Linked DNA regions of Macaca mulatta: region 2 is linked to region 1. A link is a contact called in public Hi-C data. All regions are on one chromosome and are shown on one strand. Each heading gives the region's core, a stretch centred on a gene start, on an enhancer-like site or on the middle of the called end of the contact. The rest is flanking DNA. Distances are from core to core; before and after follow the strand shown.

Region 1 (3,549 bases), core at 490-2,989:
CAGCTTCTAGTTAATTAAATGGATAGCTATTAAAAAAACTGATTCCAATTACCAAGGCAAATCAGAAGATAGCTGTGTTCTAAGAGATCACCTATCTAATAAAAAACACACACACATACACAATATACTCTGTTTGGGCATTGTAACAAAATATTAAAATAAACAAAATTTGTTTCTTTTCTTTCTTTTGAGACAAGGTCTCTCTCTCTGTCACCCAGACTGGAGTGCAGTGGCACGATCTTGGCTCACTGCAGCCTCGACCTCTCCAGACTCAAGTGATCTTCCCATTTTAGCCTCCCGAGTAGCTGGGACTACAGGCGTGCACCACCACACCCAGCTAATTTTTTTGTATTTCGTAGAGACACAGTTTCGCCATGTTGCCCAGGCTAATCTAGGAACTCCTGAGCTCAAGCGACCCACCCGCTTTGACCTCCCCAAGTGCTGGGATTGCAAGCGTTTGAGTCACTGCACCCAGCCAACAAAATTTTTTATTATCTACTTTCCTATCACCTTATCCCTAGTACACTTTCACTTGCTGCTCTCCTTGCATGGCGGGGGCAATAGCCCTAGTGGGTAAATCTGAATAAAAACGAGAAGAGCTACATTCTAACTAGCTCTGCCGCTTAATGGCATTACTGGCACTATTAAGAAAGTTGTACCTCACTGGAATGTTTCAAGAATATGCAAAAATAATATAATCTATAAGACAATCAAAAACGCTTCGAATAAGGCGCGGGTTATATTACATAATATCCCTCAAGTCTGGCAGTGTCTGCAATGGCAGACAATACCATGAAACTGAAAGCATCCCTTCAGTCTGAAACTGGCGAAAAGGCTACAGGTTTACAAAGTGTCACATCAGCTGAAAATAATACATCCATCACTTCTATCTTTGACATGGTGTATTCTGACAGCGGTGGACAGAATATAACTACCTGCTTTATTAATTATGAGATGATCGAAAGAGGAACTACTAACCAAGAAACTGGTAAAGGCCTGGCACAAATATTTCCCCCCTAATTTTACAGGGGCGGGAAAGCCCTAAAGAATTTCAAAACCAAGTGGGAAATAAGAATGGGTAACTTGTGTATTTTTTTTTCCTGGCTTTTTTTTTTTTTTTCTTCCATAGTCAACAGAGGCCTCAGGGTGTCCAGATTGCTACTGATTCATTCTTACCAAGTTCCTTCTGGTAACAGTTTTCAAAAGAGGATCTCAGTGGAGGTGCACAGTGGCGCTCTTCGCTTTCTTTTTACGGAAAGGAGGAAAGGTGCTTGGCACCAGTCGAGGAAGCTCACGCCAAGTGACCGGGACCAGAACTCGCTCTCGGCCGGAGCCCCTCAAGTCTGGTGACTCGGAGGAAGGAGGATCCCGAATCCCAGCCAGAACTGAGAAAGCGCTCAAAGGTGCGGAAAGGGGACTTTTCCTCAGGAAAGCCGGGAACAGCAGAGGCCCTAGCCCACGTCGCCACACCCACTCCGCGCGCCCCTCTCCTCCCAGGGCCGGCTCTGCTCGGCCCCACGGCCTCTCTGGCGCCCCCAGCCCGCCGGAAAGAAAGAAGCAGAAACCTGGAGCCTGGGTCCCACCCGCGACCCCCTCACTTTCACCCGCCTCGTCCTCTCACCTGCCAGTCCCCCAGGAAGAACAGGATGCCTCTTCCCCCTGAGGGGCGGCCACAGGCTTGGATCCTTCCATTGCCGCCTGAGACACCGCCGCCGGCTACTGGGAGGTAGGAAGGAGGCGGGACCGCGGGGGTCAAGGGGCGGGCGGCGACGTCATCAGAGGGGCGGGCCTCGGGAAGCTAGGAGCCCGGCAGCGCCTTCCCGTCAACCCTAGGGGCGTCCTGGTTTCCGGTTTGGGTGTGGCCGCATGGAGTGCTGTGGTGCAGGTGGCCGAAGGGGGCGTTACTGTTGCGACTGGCATCCGCATTCGGCAGATGTAGATGGAACCAAAGTCCAGAAGTTACGCGTCACCCTTGCTCTACAGCCAAACATGCAGGACTCTAGTAACCCGCGAAATGATGGGATTGCGTTGCAGATCCTTAAAAGAGTCTTATAGTAAGAAGAGGAAACAGCTTTATTTTATAAATAAACTGAAGGCTGCTAATAGCTCCAGATTGTCAGTGAGGGGATTCCACTTAAAGATGTTATACATTTAATAAATAATTTTGGGAGTCCACTACATGTGAGGAACTGCCTCAGATTTAATAGAATCATGTGATTTTTAGTGCCATAGATGACGTTAGATCATCCAGTTTGGTCCCTCAAATTTGTGGGTAAGGGAAAGGAACTTCCGGTCAGTGCTAGTGACTTGGTCAAGGTCATAGAGCTGATAACTGTTAGATTACCAGAACACATGTCTAAGGAGTTCTCATATAATTCTTTTCATTTACTTCGTGTCACCTTTCTTAGAAAGCAACAATGAGTTGGACACAATAACATTAGGATTTGTCTTTCACTCTAACACTGTATATTTGAATAAACATCTGCAGGATTTTTAAAATTAGCATATACTTTGAGTATTATGTAATTTTCAGTGATGTATCATATTTTTAATTAGAAATTTTTCCTCCCTCATGTGGAGATGAGGGTCCAGGCAAAACTGTATTATCCTTTGTGCCCCTCTACTCTCTTCAAAATTGCACATCTTAAAATACTTGGAAGCTTTATGTTGCTCACCTATAGCATTATCTGTGTTCCTCAATCCGGTTGTGAACATTTTCCACATTAGAATTTACTTGATCTGTGTTGTGTTCTTTCAAGGCTCTGCTCTAGCACTAAGTTTATTCCCTGGCTTTTCTCTTTATTCTAAAGTTAATAAGTAAAATATATTTGGCTAGCCCATCCTACAGATACTGTCAGTTTCTTTGTTTCCCTCCCTCTGCTTTCCCTTCCATACAAATTTTCTTCCTATTTGTTGAATGCCTATTAAACATAAAGAACCTAATGACTAAACAATAAGCAGACAATAGAGATAACATTGCTCACCAGTTTTATCAGGTTCATCGTGGGAAGCCAAAAATAGAAAGTAAATGAAAAATTAATTTAAGAAAGTAACTTTTCTATGAAATAGAATGAGTGTTCCAATGAGCTGAACAGAGAACATTGGCTTTATGGGCAGAAAAGGACTGAAGAAAGCAGAAACAGAACAAAAATCAGATTATTTCAACATTTCTTTCTTTGTAAATGTTAAAACAGAGCATACTTCCTTATTATTCCCACTAGGTTCACTAGAATCTCCTGGGTTTTTTTGTTTTTTGTTTTTTTTGTTTTGTTTTGTTTTCGTTTTTTGTTTTTGTTTTTTAAAACTGGCTCAGTTTTTCAAAATCCACTTTAATTACATGGTGCTTAGCACGAGCAACTCCATTCTGGTTTGACCTGATGGAGCCTCGTGTAGAAGGCTAGTCCAAAACAATGGCCTGCCATTACCCACACTTCTTCATATTTTAACATCCGTGAATAGAGGACGAATTTTTAAAAAATAAATACAGAAAATAATGGTGCATCTTAAAATTGAGGGCATGTTAGATTTGATAAAATACGGTGTTAATTA
Region 2 (3,549 bases), core at 357-2,856, 150 kb before region 1:
TAGTCAGAACTGAGATTCCCTCTTCCTGTTTCCACTATTTTATCAGGTGAATTTCTTTTTTCACAGCCACAAAGTCATTGCACTGCTTGCATTAACATTCCGTTAGTATAAGATGACTACCCTTAATCAGTGGGCATAGAAATCATTATTTTAGTCACAGGTGATAGTTTTTCCTTTCTTCATTTAAAAATCTATTAACGATGAGAATAAAAATAATCTTAAAAGCTTAAGTATATAAATCACCTGGAAGGTCGACAAAATCTTCTTCTGTAGCCATTTTTGAGATGATCCTGAAAGAAAAGTAAATCATCCATTTGGTTTAAGATATAGCAGAATAAAATTTATTTTCAAAGTAACTTCATCCAGCATGGGCATGCTATACACCAAATATCTCCTAAGGGCTCAAAACAATTCTAAGGTTATGATAGGCATTTAAAAATTGAACGGCCGGCATCTGGTAAGCTTTATTCCGCTTCTCTCCCCACAGTGAGAATGGCTTTATTGCTTTTTTCTGATTATATATAATGTAAACAATATATGTGCTCATAGTAAAAAGTCTAGATTATATTATTCTTTCATACAACTCTTTATGTTTATATGTATAACGTCACACAATGGGAGATCATCGAAGCTGAAGAAGAGGAGATAAATTAGAAAAGAAATGATACGGGTTTGATATAGCAACCATAACCAAAGTATGAAATATAGAATAGTGAACACCAAAGAAGTCCAGAAATATGTAAACAAAATATGAGTTGCCGCCCCCATTAGTCATTTACAGCTTGTACCTTTTAACTAATAGCTGTCTTTAAGAACACTGTCGATAACTGATGCTCCATAAATCAGCCTCAAGAACTGCATATAAGGCCACCATTTTGACAGAAGAACTGAAAACGTCAAACTATTTCGGGACATACTTGTTACATAATCTGTTTCTCCCAACTAGCAAGTGTGACGCAAAGGCACATTTTTAAGGCGTTTCAATACTTCTACCATGGGGAGAAAAGTATTTGGAGGACTAGGAACTGGAGCTAGACTAAAAAGCAGACGCCAAGATCGCGCCACTGCACTCCAGCCTGGGGGATAGAGCAAGACTCCGTCTCGAAAAAACACCCCAACAGAAATCACAAGCACCTCTCAAGAGTAAGACGCAGGCACAGACGAAGACACGAAAACTTAAGAAATAATAAAAGTACAGTAAATTAACTCCGATTATCGATACACGATCACACTTGATTTCAAAAATTCCTCCGGCTTTCCCACTGAAATCCCTCATGGACCACAGCCCCAGCCTAGCCTTTCCTTCTCCCCCTCCTCGGGCGCCCGTGTCCCCAGCCAGCCGCTCAACCGCTTGCCTGGAGCGCGAGGGCCCGCACTTACCAGACCCGACGCAGCCATGTTCCGGCCCCGCTGAGCCAGCGCAGGGGTCTGAGGTGGAAGCCCACACGGAGCACAACTCCAGGAGGCCGAGCAAGAAATGAACCGCCAGACTACCAGGCGGCGGCCAAGCAACACCCCTAAGTCGAAGAGGACGGCCGGGAGCGCTGGGATCCGGAAGGCGCGCGCTAACAACACTTCCCCGCCATCAGCTCCGCCCTCAAAAAACAAGAACGCTCGGCGCCTGCATGGGTTTGAACCCAGCCGCACATGCGCAAAACGGGCTGCGCCGTCCAATAGGAAGCAAGCGGTTAGTGAGCTCGCCCCTTCTTGCTCTAAGCCAATGGCCCTCCCGCCCGCAGCTCCGCCCGCCCTATCTCTAGCTGCTCTGCTCTTCCCACCTCCCTTCCACAGCGCCGCGTCGGGGACAGGCGCGAGAGTGGGCCTTTATTTGGAAGGCGCGGTCCTGGGAACCGCTCCTTGTGCCCAATGTAAAACTTCTCAACAGTTCTATTAAAGAATAATAAGTAATACTTGGAAGGATGAGAGGTAGAAATTGAAGACTTTTTTTTTAACAGAATCTTTTTGAAGAGATTTTTCTAATGCAAATTCGTCAGCCACGCCCAACCCATCTAACCATCATCTCTGAAAATAATTGAATAATTATGTGTAATAATGGTGATGATGGCTTGTATTCTTTTTCAAGTATGTGGGTGATGTTTTTATGATGCATTGCCAACAAATGACCCACGTAAATAGCTATCATTTAAGTATGATGCACTGAAAAGAATTCTATACAGAATCCTGAAACCTGCCAGCCAATGACTAGCTGTGTTATGGGGAGAAAAATTTCGGCACCATTCTGGGTGTTTCCATAGTGATAGAATGGAAGTCTAACTTAGACGCTCTGAAGACTTCTCACCTGACCAGTGTATGATTCTATGAAGCTGTGTCTTATTTTATTATTTAATTTAAAATTACAAGAAAATTCTAATCAGAAAGTAGTTTACTCATTGAATAAATACATTAATCAGGAGTTGAGCTAATAGATTTTTAAAACATGTAGTGCTTTAATAAATGCTGTCACCTATGAAAGCCAATTTTTTATTTTATTTATTTTTTTTGATAGGAAAGAAAGAGGAACTATGAACTCTGACAGAAATTAGGCCTAGATTGCACTCCATTCCATTAATTCTGCCATTATGGGCAACTAAGTTATCTGTTCCTTAATTCTCTTGTCTGCAAAATGAGAATAATATTAAGTGGTTGAGATGTTGTAATTGAATAATTCCTGTTAAGATCTACACACAATGTTTGGAACAGAGTAAGAATTCAATAATAAAGCTATTGGAATCATTATGGAGACACTTTTACTATGTTTGGCAGTTTTGCCAATCAGTCCACATGATATATAATTTGGTACTATCACATTTGGAATAGATAGTAATAAACACTAACATTTATTGAGTGCATACTCTATGCCCAGTTCTGTAAATGCTTCGCATGCATTGAAGAGAACAATTAATATTCCTGTTTTATAAACAAGGGCACTGAAACACAGAGAGGTAAGTGTCTTGCCCAAGATCACATCACCACTAAATGGTAGGATGGGATATTATCCCAAGAATTCTGACTCCACAACTGAGCTCTTAATCACTACACTCTTTGCCTCTGGGTAAGAAATTTTAGCAAGCACACTTATAGATGTAAAGTCCCATATGTAAAATTATATCCTCCTGCTTCCACTGGAAACTAAGTCCCACAGAGGGTTTTGAGAAATTTGAAATGCAATGGCTTGTGCTGCTGTAGAATGCAGGCCACACAGGGTGCTGAGGATGAACTGTTCTAAAGAAAATGGAGCAGCACTCCTATAAAAACAGTTATGGAGACGCCACAGTTTCCAGACAAACGTTTTACTTCCATATTGTTGTAGTGCTTAGTAGCCCCACCATGGTTTTAGTATCCTAAAATAGGATTGCTAATTAATGGGGGGAGTAATATTTATTTAAAAACCCAGGTTTGTCTTTATAAATCTCCCCCCAAAATACATCAAGATTACTTCTTATGAGCTGCTAATGCAATCTTGAAGTTTCTTTCACAACTACTTACCTAGTTAAGGGGGTGTGTGTGTGTGTGTGTACTTACATATCAGTATATGGAAGTATTAACATA

The links. Hi-C and Micro-C count contacts between places; a contact is called where the count stands out from the background.
Region 2: a contact with region 1 is called in a Hi-C map of CD4 T cells, with 2.5 times the contacts expected there. The contact joins the promoter of CENPC here to the promoter of UBA6 in region 1. A contact is called at or near these places in 4 of 14 Hi-C or Micro-C datasets (CD4 T cells, blood, cortical neurons and 1 more).

Annotation. Positions count from the first base shown.
Region 1 is chr5:65,790,237-65,793,785 of T2T-MMU8v2.0, reverse strand. It overlaps UBA6 (ubiquitin like modifier activating enzyme 6), which reads right to left and starts at 1,739. Exons shown (of 33, transcript XM_015138616.3): 1 at 1,622-1,739. The coding sequence starts at 1,692.
Region 2 is chr5:65,937,539-65,941,087 of T2T-MMU8v2.0, reverse strand. It overlaps CENPC (centromere protein C), which reads right to left and starts at 1,606. Exons shown (of 19, transcript XM_001099283.5): 1 at 1,381-1,606; 2 at 244-290. The coding sequence starts at 1,398.